Regions from separate parts of the Mus musculus genome. Here regions 2, 3 and 4 are each linked to region 1. Evidence: chromatin contacts called from public ChIA-PET and promoter capture Hi-C data. All regions are on one chromosome and are shown on one strand. The core of a region is the stretch at or near the end of the contact, and the rest is flanking DNA. Distances in the headings are between cores, read along the strand shown. Region 1 holds the start of Lck (lymphocyte protein tyrosine kinase). Region 2 holds the start of Azin2 (antizyme inhibitor 2). Region 3 holds the start of Trim62 (tripartite motif-containing 62). Region 4 holds the start of Ak2 (adenylate kinase 2).

Region 1 (4,108 bases), core at 1,434-3,933:
GGCCTTGAACTCACAGAGATTCACTTGCCTCCGGAGTGCTGGGGTTAAAGGTGTGCACCACTCTGCCCGGCTTCCCCTATTTAACTCTATTAGACACATAGTGGGAAAATCAGGCCACTATGAGACAGATCTCTATGATCTTGACGCCAGTCTGCTCTACAGAGCGAGTTCTAGGTCAGTAAGGACCACCTAGAAAGAGACCCTGTCTCCAAAAATCCAAAAATAAGCAAACAAACAAATTAAGAAAAAAACCCAGGGCCTGGTGAGATGGCTCAGTGGGTAAGAGCACCCGACTGCTCTTCCGAAGGTCAGGAGTTCAAATCCCAGCAACCACATGGTGGCTCACAACCATCTCGTAACGAGATCTGACTCCCTCTTCTGGAGTGTCTGAGGACAGCTACAGTGTACTTACATATAATAAATAAATAAATAAATAAATAAATAAATAAATAAATAAATAAATAAATAAATAAATGAAAAAAAAAAAAGAAAAAAGAAAAAAACCCAGCTAGTTGCTAATTCTTGCTCCACGGGCAGCTAGATATGCATTACTTTAGAACACACACTTTAGAATTCATGCACTGCTTGTCAGCACCGTGCCCCCCAGGCGGGTGCTGAAGCTGAGGTGAGCTGTAAAATGCTAAGGTTTCTAAGTGAGGACAGCAGGGCGGTATATCAGGTCTGGAGACACATCTGCCGGCTCTGTCATTCTCAGGGTTGGGTTGTTTTTTTTTTTTTCCTTCTGTGTGACTCTCAGCCTTTGTTTCTGTGTTTCTCTCTTTGTCTGACTTTCCAACTCAGACTTCCTCCCCCCCCCCCCCCCCGCCATTTCCTGTTCCCCCTTCCCTCTGCAGCTGAGGTGCACACAGCTTCAGCTCCTACCTCACAAACCCCAACAATGCTCTGTGGGCTCCCCTCCCCCTGCCTGCTCACTCAGCGTAGCTCAAGAGGTGACACATTTACACTTTCTTTCCAGTGAGGTCAGGACCCATTCTTGGCCCTGATAGGGGCCATTTGGGGTTCCTCACATCACTGGTGGCCTGGCCCTCTGCCTGTGAGGGACACAATCCTCATTTTTGCCTGCTGGCAGCTTGTTGTGGAGTTCTTAAACTCCTGCTGATGTCAGAATGTCTCTGCCCGCCACAGATACCTGTGCAGTATGCTTGCTCGGTCCTCTACCGGAGGCAACTCGTGGTTATGGCTATGCGCTCCATTAGGGGTGTGGCCTTGCCTCTACTTGAATTACCATTCTGCTGTGCTGTCCTGTCCCCTGCCTGTTATTCTATCTATCTATCTATCTATCTATCTATCTATCTATCTATCTATCTATCTATTATCTATCTACTATCTATCTATATCTACTATCTATCTATCTATCGATCTATCTATCTATCTATCTATCTATCTTCTATCTGTCTCTATCATCTATGTATCTATCTATGTATCTCTGTATGTATCTATGTTTGTATGTATCTATCTACCTATGTATCTATGTATCTATCTATGTATCTATGTATCTATCTCTATCATCTATGTATCTATGTATCTCTGTATGCATATATGTGTGTATGTATGTATGTGTGTATGTATGTATGTGTGTATGTGTGTATGTATGTATGTATGTGTGTATCTACCTATCTATCCATCTACCTATCATCTATCTATCTATCTATCTATCTATCTATCTATCTATCTATCTATCTATCTATCGAAACAGGGTCTCTTTATGTAGCTCTGGCTGTCCTGGAACTTACTGCATAAGTTAGTCTGGCCTGAAACTTGCAGAGATCTGCCAGCCTCTGCCTCCGGAATGCTGGGATTAAAGCCTTATGCCACCATGCCCCAGCCTGTCACTAGGGCCTTAAGACATGAGGTTTTCTTGTCTTCCTCCTGAAACAGACTGTCAACAGTCGATCCTTAGGCACAGGATGACATGGATACGGCTCTGCCAGTGAATGTGGCTGCTGTTTTTACTATAGTACATATAACCTTGTCACCAACTATCTAACAGAGATAGATGCTGTCCAGGTTCAACTCTGAACAAGAGATGCCTTTGGCTGTCCGGCTAAATTAAAGGCCACCCAGTTCTTACATAGCACGGCTGGAGTTGAGTGCAGCGCCATTTCCTTCCCTGTGAGCTAAACTGTAGCTGCTGTGTTCTGCTCACGGGGGCAAAGGCTCTCTTCTCTTACCCAGGAGTATCTTGGAGGGTAGGAGGAGTGCTCCATCAAACAGCCTTCCCCACCATGTTTAGTGACCTTCAAGGGGAGGAAGAGGCAAGTGAATCTCTGTGAGTTCAAGGCAACATAGCAAATTCCATAACAGTCAGGGCAACACGGTGAGTCCCTGCGTTAAAAAAAAATCCTCTCATTGGTTGATGACGACGACGACGATGATGATGATGATTGGACTTGAGGGGTCTAGGCTGGTCTGGAACTCTGTATGTAGCCATTCCTGTCTTCACCTCCAGAACGCTGGGAATATGGACCTATGCCATCACACACAGCCTTCCTCCCTAAGTGCCTCCCTCAGTATGAGTAGAAGCTGGCCTAGAGATGTATGGGACCCAAGAGGCTGAGGGGGTCTAGGTCTATGGCAGCAGGAAGCCTGAGGTGCTGGAGGCTTGTGGTTGGGTTGCTGGGGCTGGGTTGGCTGCAGAGCCCTCAGGAGACAGGAAGTCAGGGTGGAACGTGGGCGCGAGGAGACAGGTGGTGACTACGACGGCGAGGGGAGCTGACACCGGGTCCAGGCAGCCAAGCCAGGCTAGGAGCATCATGTGAATAGGCCAGAAGGCTCCCAGGCTGGGCAGGTAAGGGGTACTGGGAACAACAGTGTAGAAGGGGGCAATGGTGGGAACCAGACAGCAGAACACTGCGTCTGTGGAGGCCTAGGCTCCTTAGGTGTACAGAAACCTTTCAGAAATGCCTTCCTGGAGGTTGTCTGAGCTGGTGGCTCTTGCCTCTGCCATCTGCTGTCCATCATTTCCCACCTTAGGAGGAGCACACTCCTGGGAGAGCCAGCACATGATGTCAAGTGTTAAGAAGGCCACCAGCAGCCACCTGTCCAGTTCCTTGAGCTCAGAGGATGAGGTTTCTGAGGTCCAAAGGTGGCTGTGACCCTGTCTTAACCCATACCTCCTCACGATGGTCCGCGGCAAAGCAGGACCTTGCGTGGGGGTGTAGGCTTGACCTGGGCTCCTTCTATGCCTGTGGCACACAGGGTGATGAGATGGACCGTCCTGAGGGCAGGGCCCCAGGAATCAGTCCCCAGGTCCCTAAGGCAGACCCAAGTGGCAGAAACAGATGAAAGAGTAACCCATGGGATCCAGGTGGACATATGAGAATCGACGGCAGCCTTAGCAACCAGCATCCTGAAACACAGAGGAGTCAGTAAGGAAGCAGATAGATATGTGTAGGGCGTTTATCCAGAATGGATGTGTGTTCCCCGGGGAAGTTGGTAGTGAACGAGATGGGAGAAGGGAAGAGGAAAGACTATTTTTATCCTGAACTGGGTATAGCTGGAGCAGGGCAAGAACTTCTGAACTTCCCTCTGGAAAGTCACCGCTCCTGTCCTGCCAAGTGTCAGGACAGGATGTTCTTGCCTTTGCCCTTGTCCCCATCCTGTCTTAACTCAGCTGTATTTGTGTGTTCATGTCGGCCTTCATGATTCTTCCTTCAGACCCTAAAGGATAGAGGCCCAGAATCTTGTCACCAGCCACCACCCATTCGTTCAGTCAAACTCTAAACTCTGGAGGACGGTCTCTTCCTCCACTGACTGTCCAGGTTTCCCTTGCCTCACCGTAGATGTTTATGTCACAGATTTTCCATCTTGTCAGCATATGCTGGCCTCTTCCAAGACCTTGCCTCCTTACAGGGGCAGGAAACACACTGGCTCTTCCGGTGTTTCATCTGTCCTTGAACTGCAGTCCTCTAGGCTGGCCCTGTGCTGACTGGGAGAGGAATCCAACAGGGTTGCTTGTTCTTGGAGCTCAGGATGGTGGCTCTTCTCAAAAGAGCCCAGAGGACAAAGTCAGAGAATGGGTTGAGATCAGACGAGGGAGAAGTTTCCTTCAAGGGAATCTAGAAGCTTCCTGAACAAGGCTCATTCT
Region 2 (4,463 bases), core at 929-3,428, 610 kb after region 1:
CTATTCAATTACCTTTTCCTGCCCCAGAACCGTATTGTTTTCAGGACTACAACCTAATAGAATGTTTTGTGATATCTGGGGGAGGAAGTCCTTTTCTCTCCCCTTTTTGGTGATGGAGATGTGAACCGGGCCCCATACACGTTAAGGCTTTACGAAATGACTTGCTTTTCTCTAAGAACATCTTGGCTGTTCTTCAGGAGATGTTACAGATGGGTTAGTGGCTTTGTTTTGTTTCTTTCTTTCTTAAGACAAGGTCCCCTGTAGCCCAGGCTGGCTCTGAACTCCCCTTGTAGCCAAGGATGACCTTACACTTCCAAGCCTCCTGTCTCCACTCTTACTCCTGAATGCTGTGATTATAGACAATACCAACATATCCTGTTTAGTTGGTGCATGCCAGGATGCTCTCTGTTAACTGAGCTACATTCTCACCCCCAGACATACTTCAAGCAATAATTAAAAGGCAGTTTAATTAAGTGAGACTCTATAGATTTCTACCAAATAAAACTTGGGATATTCTTGGCAAGTCAGTAGCATTTATGAGGTACTTATTATATGCCAAGGGCTCTCCTTTCCTTCTTTATTTTTTAAAAGATTTATGTGTATGAATGTTTCACTTGCATGCATATGTGTACCACATTTGTGCCTGGTGATCAGGGGAGTCAGATGAGGGTGTGGAATTAGGTGGAGTTCCCACGTGGGTTCTAGGAATTGAACCTGGTCCTTCGAAAGAGCAACAAGTGCTCTTAACCTCTGAGCCATCTCTCCAACCCTACCAAGGGTTTTCTTAAAATTTGTAATTTTTTTTCTTGTTTTTTTGAGACAGGATTTCTCTGTGTAGCTCTGGTAGTAGATCTCTGTGTAGAATAGGCTGGCTTCGAACTAAGAGATTTGCTGGGATTAAAGCTATGGGCCACCATGCCTGGCTTAAAACTTGTAAACTCTTTTTTTTTTTTTTTTTTTTTTTCCGAGACAGGGTTTCTCTGTATAGCCCTGGCTGTCCTGGAACTCACTTTGTAGACAAGGCTGACCTCGAACTCAGAAATCCGCCTGCCTCTGCCTCCCAAGTGCTGGGATTAAAGGCGTGCGCCACCACATCCGGCTAAAACTTGCAAACTCTTAACGTAGTATACATAACAGGTACAACAGGGCATTAATCATATGTGTATAACTCAAGGAGCGCGCGCGCGCACACACACACACACACACACACACACACACACACACACCTGTAACCATTACCAAGCACCGGAAAGGTTCCATTCTGTCTCTTCCCAGTCAGCAGCCACATGCGCAGAGACAAGCAGCATTCGGACTTCTACCCGGAGAACTCTTGAATTAGCTTCTGAGCAACACCCTGCGCATGCTAAGCACTCCAAGGAGCCCGGCTCTCAGTCCCTGCCCTTGGAGTGCACAAAGCTGAGATGTTTTATCAGGCAAAAAAAAAAAAAAGGAAAGCAGGTGCGGGTATCTCAGCAACTGATATTAAGGCTCAAGGGAAGGAGGGGAGGGGTCAGACAGAGACAAGGACTGTGAGTCCCATTGCGTTTCGGGGCCAGGGATGGTCCGATAGAGGAAGATATTACACTGGACTCTGATGGATGAACAGGGATTTGTGTATAGAAGAGGAGACATGCTTTGAGTCGAAGCCACATTTCACCAGAGTCTTGTGGATTCTGAGAATGAAGGCATCACCCCGAGCTCGTGAAGCCACAAAAATTCTATTTGAATACATTTTAGCTGGCATTTGAGTTGGGAGTTTAAAATGCCTAGAAGAGGCGATTAAGTAAAAGGTCATATTACAAAATAAGACAGGAGAGGTTTGGGCTCCAAGGGCGGAGCCAGAACTTCACCAGGGGAGGAGCAGGGGGCCATCGACTTCAGCCAGGGACAGAAAAGTTTTCCGGAGTCACTTTTTGAGACGCAGGACGCAGGATCTGCGGCTCAGACCACGTAGACGCCTAGGATTCGAAGGATTTCCCCGCGTGGACCTCCGCGGACATCAGTCAGCCAGCTTGCTTAGCTGCGCAGCTTTGCGGAGCAGCCTCGCAGGGCTGAATGCTTTATGTCCGAATCGACCAATGGGCTGGCGGCACCCGGTTGCCCTGGCTACGGAGCAGGCAGGGGCGGGGCCAGGGCACCGGGGCGGGGCTAGGGCGGGGCTTATATAAGCGAGCGGCGGGCGCAAGGCGGGGCGTGGGGTCGGTGGCTGCTGGGCGCGCGGGGCGCAGGCCGCGGGGCCGGAGCCGGGGGGAGCGAGCGAGCGGAGGCGCCGAGGATCCGATTCACTCGCTGGGGAGACCTATGGGCCGAAGCCGTGTAAATGCGTTTTAAGGCGAGTGCAGGAGATGGCTGGGGGGGAGCCTCGGGGAGCGGGCGTCCTCGGCTTTGGGCGCTGACCCTTCCCCCGGCCCCCCTTGCCTCCTCTCAGCAGGGGCCTCGGCTCCGCAATTGCCACTCCTCCTCGGGGTGTTGCACAAGTTTCGAGGTCACCGGCGACCCCCCCTAGCAGCGCGCCTGGCTCTGGCCCCCGCGAAGGAGGACGGGGCTTGGTAAGGAGGCCTGGGGTTGGGGTGCGGGACCCCCGCCCTGCACTTGAGAGAGCCGTCCCGCGGACAGAACCCACCCGTGGCTCATAGAGCATTCTTAGTGTGTCAGGACCAACCTTTTATAAATGGGGAAACTGACCCAAGGTCATGAAGCAGAGAGCCGACTCGAACTCAAGCTCACGGGTTTTGTTTTTTTTTTTTTTGGCCCTTTAGGTAGGTGTAGTCTGGACTGGAGAAATCCTTCAATTGGAAGGAGACTTCCCCAACTAGGTTTCTCAGATCTGTCCCCACATTTTTTTTCTTCCAATTTCAAATTTCAGAACTGGAAAAGAACTCCAAACCAATCCCATTTAACAGATGGGGGTAATTGAGGCTCTAGCAGACATAACTTCACCATTCCCAGCGAACCTCGGCTTCTCAGGCTTGGGCAAGGGCACAGAACATGACTGGGCAGGGACCGTAGGCCTGGGGAGGTGAGGGATGCAGCCTGTTCCCCAGCGGTTTCCTCCATCTCCCTCTCCCCACAGTGTGTTGCATACTTTCTAAGGCGGTGGCCAAGGCAGCCAGCGGTGCTCCAAGGCAGCGGTTTCCTCCAGCCCCTGGGCTCCTCCTGCTCAGCATGGCTGGCTATCTGAGTGAATCGGACTTTGTGATGGTGGAGGAGGGCTTCAGCACCCGGGATCTGCTGGAGGAGCTCACTCTGGGGGCCTCCCAGGCCACCTCGGTGAGGGGATGGAAATGGGTGTGGGTTGGTTGCCTGTCCTCTTCTCTGTAGGAGACCTCCCATTCTCTCGGTATTGGTATTTGTTTACTTGATATTTACTAGATTGTCCCCTTTATCTCCAATTCTTGGTCCTTGCCCCCACATCTGCCCTCCCTGTGTTTCCTGACTTGAGAAAAGAACAGTATCTCCACCTTCACGGTCTCCCCAGCACTCCAGGTGGGAACTTCGGAGTACCTGCCTTTTGCGCTCTCCCCTTCTACACTCAGGCATACCCAGCTCCAGGAACTTCACGGGAGAACCTCCCTTGTGGTTGGTCCTCTTCTCTCCGAAGCCCCCAGGACCTTCTCCTGTTTCTCCCACCTGCTGCAAGTCTCCGGAACAGAATCCCACAACAGCTCCCCACTGCCCCAGGACCCCCAGCCGCACTTCCGGCTTCATGCTCAGGCTTGCGCTCTGCTCAGTTAGAGCAGAGTCGCTGTGTATGTGAGGTGCTGTTTCACTGGGCCTTTGCTGGGCTTGTCTTCAGGGTTCCCTCCCTCTACGGTTGCCTTTTTCCTGATTTGCTTCTGGCTGGCTCTGTATTCTCTGCCTCCAGGGCCACTCACTTATTCTGTAGAGTCCCATATAGCATTTATTAAAGGGACTTGTAACTACTTAAGGGCGGTTTCTCTCCAGATCCAAGCCCTTTCAAGGTCTTTGGCCTCTGCCTCAATTATTATGTTGGACAACACCGAATGGGTATCCATTAAAAAAAAAAAAAAGAAGTTGCAGGAAGAGGAAAATGAGTCCCAGGAAGGGTTTACCACAGCCTCAACCATGTCTGTGAGGATCAGGCATGGCTTGCAAGTGGGAAGAGCACTTGCATGACATTGGCAGTGGGCTGTACGCCACGGTATCTGCCTTTTGTGGAGCAGATAGCTGTATATATAGGTCTGCTGCTTTAAAAGGACATGCAGAATGCAGCCAGAGCATTAAATGTTATGGGTTAAAACCTATTTTGCATAACACATATATTTTATATATAACTATGTATAACCATACATATATATGTGTATGTATGTATATATGTATTTATAAGTGTGGGGGTAGCATTTAGGGTGAATGACAGGAAATTGAGAACCTGCCAGACCTGGCAGGGGGCATGGTGGGAACACAGGAGGCTTGGGATGGGAAAGAGTAGACAGTCTGTATAG
Region 3 (4,461 bases), core at 909-3,408, 690 kb after region 1:
CCTCCAGCTGGGGTGAACTTAGACCAAGTTTGGTCATTCATTCATTCATTCATTCATTCAAGTTTTATTGATAGGTCCTGTGGGCTAAGCCTGTGCCAGTTTGGGGACAATAAACATGCCAGGGAAAAAGCTGTTGCTACCTTGAGGTATTGTCTATGACTGGTATCCCAAAGCCAGGGAAGAGACTGGCTGGGCTGAAACTGCTCAGCTTGAGAAAAGAAGTCAAAGACGCTTGAGCATCATTAAATAGGCTTTAGTGGGTATCCTCCCACCAAGATTGTGTAACAGAATTCCACCAGGTGACTGTGTTACTGAGAATCCTCTAGTGGGGAGGATTTGGAAGATATGCTGCATTATCCGATTAAAGCGGATCGTGGAATGCTTCTCCTTAGAGTCCCACCCCTGAGGCGGCAACATCACCGTCCTCAGCAGCTAAGAGCTCTTGCTGAGGGCCTGGGTTTGATTCCCAGCACCCACGGTGGTGACTCACAATCGTGTGTAACTCCAGGTCCACAGGATCTGATGCCCTCCTCTGGCCTCTTGGTGCGCATGCACATGGTGCACATGCAGGCAAGATACTTGCACACAGACAATAAAATAATTGATTATTGATATCAATACTATCTTATTGATAGAAGACATCCAGGAAAATGTAGTTCTCAGCACGTGTATCTACCTATATTTCTTTCTCTCTATACAAACACACACACACACACACACACACACACACACACGACAATGGAGCTTGAGGAAAGGAAAATGTTTGGGTGGGGTCTTAGAGTATTAAACACACTGACCAGGGTCTTGCCCTCTTGTCAATGACAACGGAAAGGTTTAGGGGAGACTAGCTGCAGTTAAGGGCTATGTCCAATTGAGTACTCAAAGATTCGGATGTAGAAGACAAGAGGGGTCATCACCAGGCCTTGGGAATTCCTAGAAGCTTGTCTTCCCCTCCTCCAAATCTTGTCTAATTCTCCAAATCTTGAATCTTTAATTCCTGGTTCCACTCTCAATTGGCCCCTACTCTGGTTTAAATTTTAAAAAAAAGGTTCTTGTCATATCTGAACTTGAGGCCGACCTTAGACTCTCACCTCACATACCTTGATCTAATCTTGGCACCCAAACCTGCCCTCTGAACAATTTGCACGTCTTAAGCTTAACTCTCACTTTCATCATCCAACCGAGGCCCAGGCCTCACTCTAGATCTCAATGAACACCTGGAGCAGCAAGCCGCATCCCACAATGCCCCAAACATTCCAGAATTCTGTAGCTGCATTTAGAGTAGCTCACCCCTCCCACACACCCCACTTCGACTCCCAGGTTAGCTTTGATAGTGGTCCTTCCTTTGCCCAAAAGTCCAGAAGGAGCTGCTGTCTCCCATTCTGTCTCAGCCTCAGCCAGCATCTGGTCCAGCTGTAGCTTCCTCTCTCCATCATCCTATCCCACCTCGACCTGTCTCCCATCCAGATCTCTCTCAAGCCCATTTGACACAGTGATGCTCAAGGGACCCGCCCCTGCCCCGCCCCTCACAGGAGCCACGCCCCTTTGGCATTAAGCCGGCCTGTGGCCCTTGCCCCTATTGGAACCCTGACCCCACCTACAGCCCCGCCTGTCCGCCTCGCACCTGCAACTCCTCGAAGGCATCGTCGATGCCAGTGACCTGGTGTTGCTCGTGCAGCGCGGGCTCATCACAGAAGAAGCAGAGCAGTGCGCGGTCCGTGAGGCAGAAGAGCTTGACCTTGTCGTGAGCCTGGCAGGGTCGCGCGGCTCGGCGCGCGTTGAGGATGGCGTCCAGCGGGAAGGCGCTGTAGCGCTCCACGATGTTGGCCAGCTTGAGGCTGGGCGCGAGCGCGGGCTCGGCGAACGTGCGCCGGCACTCCGGGCAGTCGCGGGCGCCCTGAGCCTCCTGCCGCACCCAGTGCTCGGTGATGCAGCGGCGGCAGAAGTAGTGCTCGCAGCCCAGGCTCACCGGGTCCTGGTAGATGCTCAGGCAGATGGAGCACAGCAGCTCGTCCTTGAGGCTGCACGCCATGGCGCCAGGGGCGGCGCGAAGCGGAGCCCGGGAGGCCGGCGGCCGGCGCGGCGCGATTGGGGGCGGTACCCGGGGGCCAGGCCCACGGGGGCACGGGCGACAGGCGCCGGGGAGCGCGGGGGGAGCTGTCTGCGACGCCGGAGGCGCGAGGGCTCGGTGCCGAGTGGGTGCCACCCGGGATGCGAGCACCGGAGCTCGGTTTCGAGGTCCTAGGTGGCCACCAGCGATGGGCGCTGGAGGAGAGAGGCCGAGGGCGTCCCAAGGAAGGGGCTCCAGGCGAGGAGGATCTAGAGGACCAGACACTCCCAAGGGATAGATGCTGCGAGGAGGAGATCCCGAAGAGGGGCGGAATCCCGGGACCCGAAAAGCTTTGAGAGGGGGTCGAGCTGGGGATGGGGAATTCTGCGGGACAGAGCAGCCAGACCCAGCCGCACCGCGGCTTTGCCCGGCAGAGCAGAGGAGGGGTGCCGGCCCACTCAGCTGCCCGACCCTGGCCGCAGATCCCGGCCCCGCGCGGCCCCTTACCCGCACCAGCTCAGCGGCCACCGCTTCGGTCCAGCGCAGCCTCTCAACCCGGAACCAGCCGAGCCGAACTGCCCGGCGCCCAGGCTCCCTCTCCGCCCCCGCGGGCGGGACCCGAGCCGCTCCGCCCCCGCGGCGGGCGGGGGGAGGGGAGGGGCCTCCAGACCCCGCCTCGCTGCCACTGTGCTCCTGACCCCCAGGGACGGGAAAAACAGCTGTTTCTTCTGGGTCTGCACAGCTGTCAGGTTTGTTTAGGGTCCTGGCGGCAGGGGGCGAGAGGACAGCTAATGAAGAAAAAGTGAGAAGATAGCACCTAAGGAACATCTCTCCGGATGATCAATTTGAAGAACTAAGGGCAATAATAACTGAGTATTAAGACAAGACGGTGCTCTGTAGTCTGCATAGAATATATAATGTTTGCATAGATTGTAGTGATAAAATTAGAGACTTGCCCTGTTGGCATGGGCTAAGTTCAAAGTCGCCATTCTCCTAAACCTTTAGGTTCTATTTCCTCTTCCCTTTCTAAGGAGGGCTCTTAGTAGAAGATTGTGGAGAGAACCCTGCCTAACGTCTAGCTCAAAGGTTCTTTCCATTCATCGGATGTTTCTGCATTGCTGTGTGAGCATGTGTGTGAGTGTGTGTGTGTGTGTGTGTGTGTGTGTGTATAAGAAGTTGGAGTAAGAAAAAAAGTATAATGGGAGACCTTGTCATCTCTGCCAGATGGAGGGGAGGAAAGGGATTTCTAAGAAGGTGAAAGAGAGAGACAGACAGACAGAGAGACAGACAGAGACAGGGAGAACAGAAGCATGAGTGGGGGGGGGCACATGGAGACCTGCATGCTGTTCTGTTCTGTTCTGTTCTGTTGAGAGTGGGATAAGGAAGAAGTTTGGGGAAGGTGAAAGGCATGGGCATCTTAGAGAAGAATTTCTTGAAGGTGTTGGGCTTTCGAGCAGAAAAATGGCCTGCCTTGGTTTGGGTTTCTTGGTGTGCAAGATACACACTACATCATCAGTACAGTGAAGGAGGGGGACCCTTTGCATGCATGCAGTGCTAGGCACGGGTGAGCAACTGTGGCAAAGCCGAGGCCTGCAGGAGGAAGGAAAGGCTGGCCCCAGGGAGGTGGTTGCTGTCTCAGGACCTGCAAGAGGTCAGTTTGCACCGTGATTGTCTGTCAGGATAAGACCATCAGGAAAAAAAAAAAGCACCATGACAATTAGTGGTGGATAAAGGGGGTGATGGGGAGGAGGTATTGAGAGTGTGTTGCATAACTTTTCCTGTGGTGACATGAACAAAGGTATATTCATTCCAGACAGGGCATAGTGAACCAGTCGGTTTATTGGGGTTAGTTAAAGGAACATGGGTGACTCAAAGGATCCCACCCCAGCATGGGTGACAAGTCATGAAAGTCACATCCGTAGGATTCCCTGCTCTGCTTGCAGGCAGCTCTGCAGGCCTGACGGTCCCTTCTCCTTAGGGGAGGGGCTCCGTGCATCCTGTAACTGCCTAAGGTTCTTGAGCCTTTGTGATGCCTCCTAGAGTCTTAGGCGCTTTCCTTCTGGAACACTTGTTTCATCCAGAGGACATAACTCTGCATCAGGGTGGCTCCCCAGCACCGGCCTCTTCCACCAGTGTCTTCACCGGGGTTAAACTTCATTGAAGTAGAATTTAAGAAAGAAATGCTTCATTCTGTGAACACGCCCTCCATCACCCTCACCCGGCTCCTGTTTCACAAGAGACAGGCTGGCTGCTCATGTGACAGCTATTCCTTACATCCAGAGCCTGGATTCTGTTTAAGTGACACTCTTTCCAATATGATCATGGGAAGGCAGACCCCACCCAGCTCCAGGAGAGAATTTTGTTTGATCCAAATCATGATGGTTGCATCCCTCTTGTCGGTAATGGATTGG
Region 4 (4,200 bases), core at 1,183-3,682, 580 kb after region 1:
GATTTCAATCTTAGCCCAGCTAGGACTTGAACCTGTGAGGCTCCCACAGTAGCTAAGCTTGTGCCTAGCCTCTTCTGTGTATTTAAAACTTACAATGGAGAGTTTGTGTGTGGGGTGTGTCCAGGCAGAGCGTTCTTCTAGGCTACCACTCTGTGGGCTTTGTGTGAACTTTTGTTCCGCACTACGAAGCTACAACTACCGGTGTTTTTATGGCTCCTGATAAGGAAAGGGAAGCGGACGGAGGTTAAGCGAGTGCCCTGTATTTTCTGAAGTCCCAGCTCTTAGTTTTGTGTTCTCAGATACAGGGTCTCACTCTGTAGCCAGGCCAGCCTTTAAACTTTAGCTGGGCTATCATCAAATTTGACTTTAGTCTCCTCCTGCCTAAGTCACTGGGACTACAGACAGACATGAGCATCCATATTCATCCTTCAAGCCAAACTTCTAATCATTGCACAAAGCCGTCTTGGACCAACTTCCATGATTCTCGCACTGCCTTCCATGAGCCCACGGCACATGGTCCTCCCAGATCTGAATGAATCAGCTTCATGCTGCTGCACTACACCTGAGCTGGGGGCAGAGAGAGATGCCACTGAGTGGTCAGCGTTCACAGCTGTCACGCGCCCTGCCACCAGCTAGGAATGTGTGGGTGCTCTCAATATAAAAGCCATCATCTTCCAATGTCTTTGTAAGCTTTACATTTTCTAGGTAGAAACACTGAGAAGTTACATACATAGCGTTCTACATGCACAGATATACACACATATACGTAGACTGTACAGCCCGAGATGCTGATCTGCTTGCCAAAATACTGAGAACTTGGCAAACAGAACAGGTGACGTGGGTACACAGGTGACATAGGTACACAGGTGACATGGGTTCACAGGTAAAGTAGCTTGCCGTCAAGTCTGACGGTCCGAGTTCGATCCCTGGGCTCCACATGGTAGAAAAAAGAAAATGATTCCAGCAAGTTGCACTCTGACCTCCACGTATGCATCACGGCACGCATGTCCCCACACACTCTTTCTCTACGTCCCTGCGCACACACACACACACACACACACTCTCCCACCTTATGTGTGACAGAGAGAGAGAGAAGGAGGGAGGGAGACGGAGGGAGACAGAGGGGAGGTATCTTTAAAAACATAACAATAAACTCAGCAGTGCTGTGAAGAGGGAGGACAGCACTCATTTGCTTGGGAACGCAACCTTGAAAGAATTCCCTCTTTAGAGCATAGTGATCATCAAAGCTTGGGGTCTGATGGGGAGGTAGAGTTGAGGGGTGGGTGGTTGTGGCCAAAGGCTGGGCAAGAAAGTGACACCAACGGCCCACCATATGAGCTTCCAAGCCCTACGTGCCAGCATAAATCCCAGCCCTGATCTATGGCCCAGATGCCAAGCAAGGGAGGCTCTGCAGTGGGGCAGAAGGCAATCCTTGAGGCCTCTGTGAAACCGATTTCACTAACTTTGAAAAGTCACTGGACCTCTACACCTGTTTTCTTACCTGTTGATCTAGCACGTTAGCGGCCCTCAATTGCTCAATTACAACCATCAGAGCCATCTCATGCTGCTCCATGAGCACTCCCTGCCCCACTCACAACCCCCCATGATGCCCGTGGCTTATGAACCGAATCTATACATTCACCTCCAGTTTTCTGGCCAGCTGGAAAGGTTTTCTCCCATCCCCCCACCCCCAACAACACTGGTGGCTCCCGCGGCTCATGCCTCACTCTTGGCAGAACGCCTCGATAGGCATACACCAGTAACCACTCTGCCCCACGTGGAGACTTCTTAGTACCCCTAATCATTAGCCATTAAAAAAATTAAAAGTTTCACCCCCTTATGCCTAGAAATTATCCCTGACTCAGGGCAATACGCTCTCAACTCCGAGGGCGACTTGGTCACAAAGCTTTCTCCCATTCGGGCCTGTGATCCAGAGCTTCAGCCTGGGGGATCGCCCTGCCTTTCACAATTTTCAAGTAACAGTCCCTGGATGCCCTAACACGATCCTGGGTTCCCCCAAGAACCTCCACCCAGCCTCCCCCTTACTGCGACTGGGACCCTCCCCTAAACACCGCGCCACAACTGGAGACCCCGCGAGGGTCCCTGCAGGCCAGGGCTCACCACCCAGCTCCGGGGCGGGAAAGGAGCTTCCGGCTCTCCGACCGCCCTGACCTTGTAGCTTCTCGGGCTCCACCGCCCGACACGGAACCGACACTCACCTGCGTCCCCTTGCCAGCCCCGGGCGGCCCCAGCAACACGGCCCGGATGCCCTTCGGAATCTCCGGTTCGGAAGCCAACACGTTGGGAGCCATGTCTTCCAAAGCTTCACTCCAACAGCCAGCCGCACACCTCACAGGTCTAGCGCTTCCAGGCCAGCGTACATCCTACTCCGGGCTCACACTGGTCGCTCGCCGCATCCGTCAACCCTCTCTACCCGCCCCCGAACTTGACGGGCACTTTCATTTACCAATCGTACGACGAGACTAAGAAAATTCTGTTTCCGATTGGGCAGAATTGGGAACGAGGAAGAGGCGGGCCAGCCTGGGAAGAGCTGGGGCAACAGAGCGCGTGCGGCTCTCGGCTGGTGTATGGAGTGGGCGGGAAAAACGAGAAGGAAGCCTGGAGCGGGTGAAGTTCTAGTTTGGCCTTTGACAGTTAATAACTCCAGAGTCTCTGTTTGAGCCCCGTAAAATTGCCTGTGAGAGTGTAAGTGGGTAAAATCACTCCCAGGAAACAAATTGGCAATAACGTAACCTTTGGACCAGTAATTCCACTTCCAAGAATTCAAAGGCAGAAACAAGGAATATGTAATGAGTTCCTGACAAAGATGTTGATGTCTAATAATAAGATTGGTTAAGTAAATTCCAACAAGTTTGTAATCTGACACCCTCTCCCTCCAGAACACCCCCATTGAACAGCACCATAACTTTGGCTATTTGGGAAGATCACATTTAAAGCTTGTCAAGGCCACGACGGTGAATTCAAGGCCAGCCTGGGCAGTTTAATGAGACCTTGTCCCAAAATGAAAATGAAGATAGCTGGGGCTGGCTATAGTACAGAGACAGAAGTTTTGGGCTCAATCCCCAGGACTGTAAAAATAAAACACATATGCATATATGAACACAGACAACCTTCCTGACTTTTAAGTCAGCAGAAAGACAGTTTTTATCCAGAGAGATGAGCCTGTCTTGAACAAGGCAATGATGTCGCCAGCTTTTAGGTGTGTCAAAGTTTCATCCTGTCCCAAAGGAGCCTTTCTCAACTGTAAGTGCAAGTGTGATTAGGAAACCATTCTTGCCCCACAGGCACAGTGCAACCATTTTCTACACCCTAGTGGTAAATGATGTTAACCAGCTAGCCAGATGGCTCAGCTAGTATAGACACTTGCCACCAAACTCTGAGGACCTGCGTTTGATTAACAAGACCCCACCCCCAATGAAAGAAAGAAGAGAACCAACTCCCACAGGTTGTCCACCGAGCTCCACATGTGTGCTGTGGTACACATATCTGCGCGTACATATATGTTCACACACAGAAAATAAGAAATAAATTCAAATGAAAAAAGAGAAACTAACATTCATACTTCTTGCTCATCCTGGATTTTCATGGGAGCCAGCTTGATCTGGTTGGGTTCTCTTAGTGGCCTTGAAGGAAGCAGGGGTTTATTGTGTCCTTTTTAAGACCGGAAGCGGAAGTAAGAGCTGATCACTATATAATTACATGGTCACAGGATTACAAGTAACACTGTGAACTAAGGGGCAGGGCAAAGTTCAGTCACTGGTGTCTAGCACTCAAGTGTGAGGGCCTGCGTTCTGGTGCCCGGCACTCAGGTAACGTCAGCAACTGTTTACAACCCCAGCCCTGAGGAGGTAGAGATCGGCAGACTCTTGGAGCTCACTGAGCAGAAAGCCTAGCCTAATGAGTGAGCTTCAGATACAATGGAAGGCCTGTAGAGAGAATCGATGTGTACTGTGTGGAAGCATCACCTGCCAATCAAAAGCAGATGGCCCTTTAACAAAAGGCAGGAAGTAGAAGATGGGAGTTCCGGGAAAGAGATGGGAACTCTGGGTGATAGTCAGAGGTGGAAGATGCTTGGCCCAGACTCTGGGCTCATGAGACTGAGAAGAAAGTAGCCATGTGGCTGAACTCAGAAGCGTTTAAATGGGTTGGGTAAGTGACAGGCTAGTCAGGGGACAAGCT

What was found. Promoter capture Hi-C pulls out the DNA fragments that hold promoters and counts their contacts. ChIA-PET counts read pairs in DNA pulled down with a chosen protein or histone mark.
Region 2: a contact with region 1 is called in a promoter capture Hi-C map of liver, with 3 times the contacts expected there. The contact joins the promoter of Azin2 here to the promoter of Lck in region 1. A contact is called at or near these places in 4 of 39 promoter capture datasets (the C10 cell line, liver and pre-B cells), 2 of 115 datasets of contacts at active chromatin or transcription factors (memory CD8 T cells and pancreatic cancer cells) and 1 of 9 other capture datasets (adipose tissue).
Region 3: a promoter capture Hi-C map of liver shows a contact between it and region 1, with 5 times the contacts expected there. The contact joins the promoter of Trim62 here to the promoter of Lck in region 1. A contact is called at or near these places in 2 of 39 promoter capture datasets (both in liver) and 1 of 115 datasets of contacts at active chromatin or transcription factors (memory CD8 T cells).
Region 4: a contact with region 1 is called in an RNA polymerase II ChIA-PET map of memory CD8 T cells, with 11 read pairs. The contact joins the promoter of Ak2 here to the promoter of Lck in region 1. A contact is called at or near these places in 2 of 39 promoter capture datasets (the SN4741 cell line and hippocampal neurons) and 2 of 115 datasets of contacts at active chromatin or transcription factors (bone marrow-derived macrophages and memory CD8 T cells).

What each region holds. Positions count from the first base shown.
Region 1 is chr4:129,572,216-129,576,323 of GRCm38.p6, reverse strand. It overlaps Lck (lymphocyte protein tyrosine kinase), which reads left to right and starts at 2,683. Exons shown (of 13, transcript NM_001162433.1): 1 at 2,683-2,809.
Region 2 is chr4:128,960,170-128,964,632 of GRCm38.p6, reverse strand. It overlaps Azin2 (antizyme inhibitor 2), which reads left to right and starts at 2,178. Exons shown (of 11, transcript NM_172875.4): 1 at 2,178-2,332; 2 at 2,429-2,549; 3 at 3,074-3,270. The coding sequence starts at 3,166.
Region 3 is chr4:128,881,741-128,886,201 of GRCm38.p6, reverse strand. It overlaps Trim62 (tripartite motif-containing 62), which reads right to left and starts at 2,158. Exons shown (of 5, transcript NM_178110.3): 1 at 1,625-2,158. The coding sequence starts at 2,032. It overlaps Gm33760 (a long non-coding RNA gene), which reads right to left. Exons shown (of 3, transcript XR_003955115.1): 3 at 3,870-4,202.
Region 4 is chr4:128,991,456-128,995,655 of GRCm38.p6, reverse strand. Ak2 (adenylate kinase 2) reads right to left here and starts at 2,432. Exons shown (of 7, transcript NM_016895.4): 1 at 2,220-2,432. The coding sequence starts at 2,312.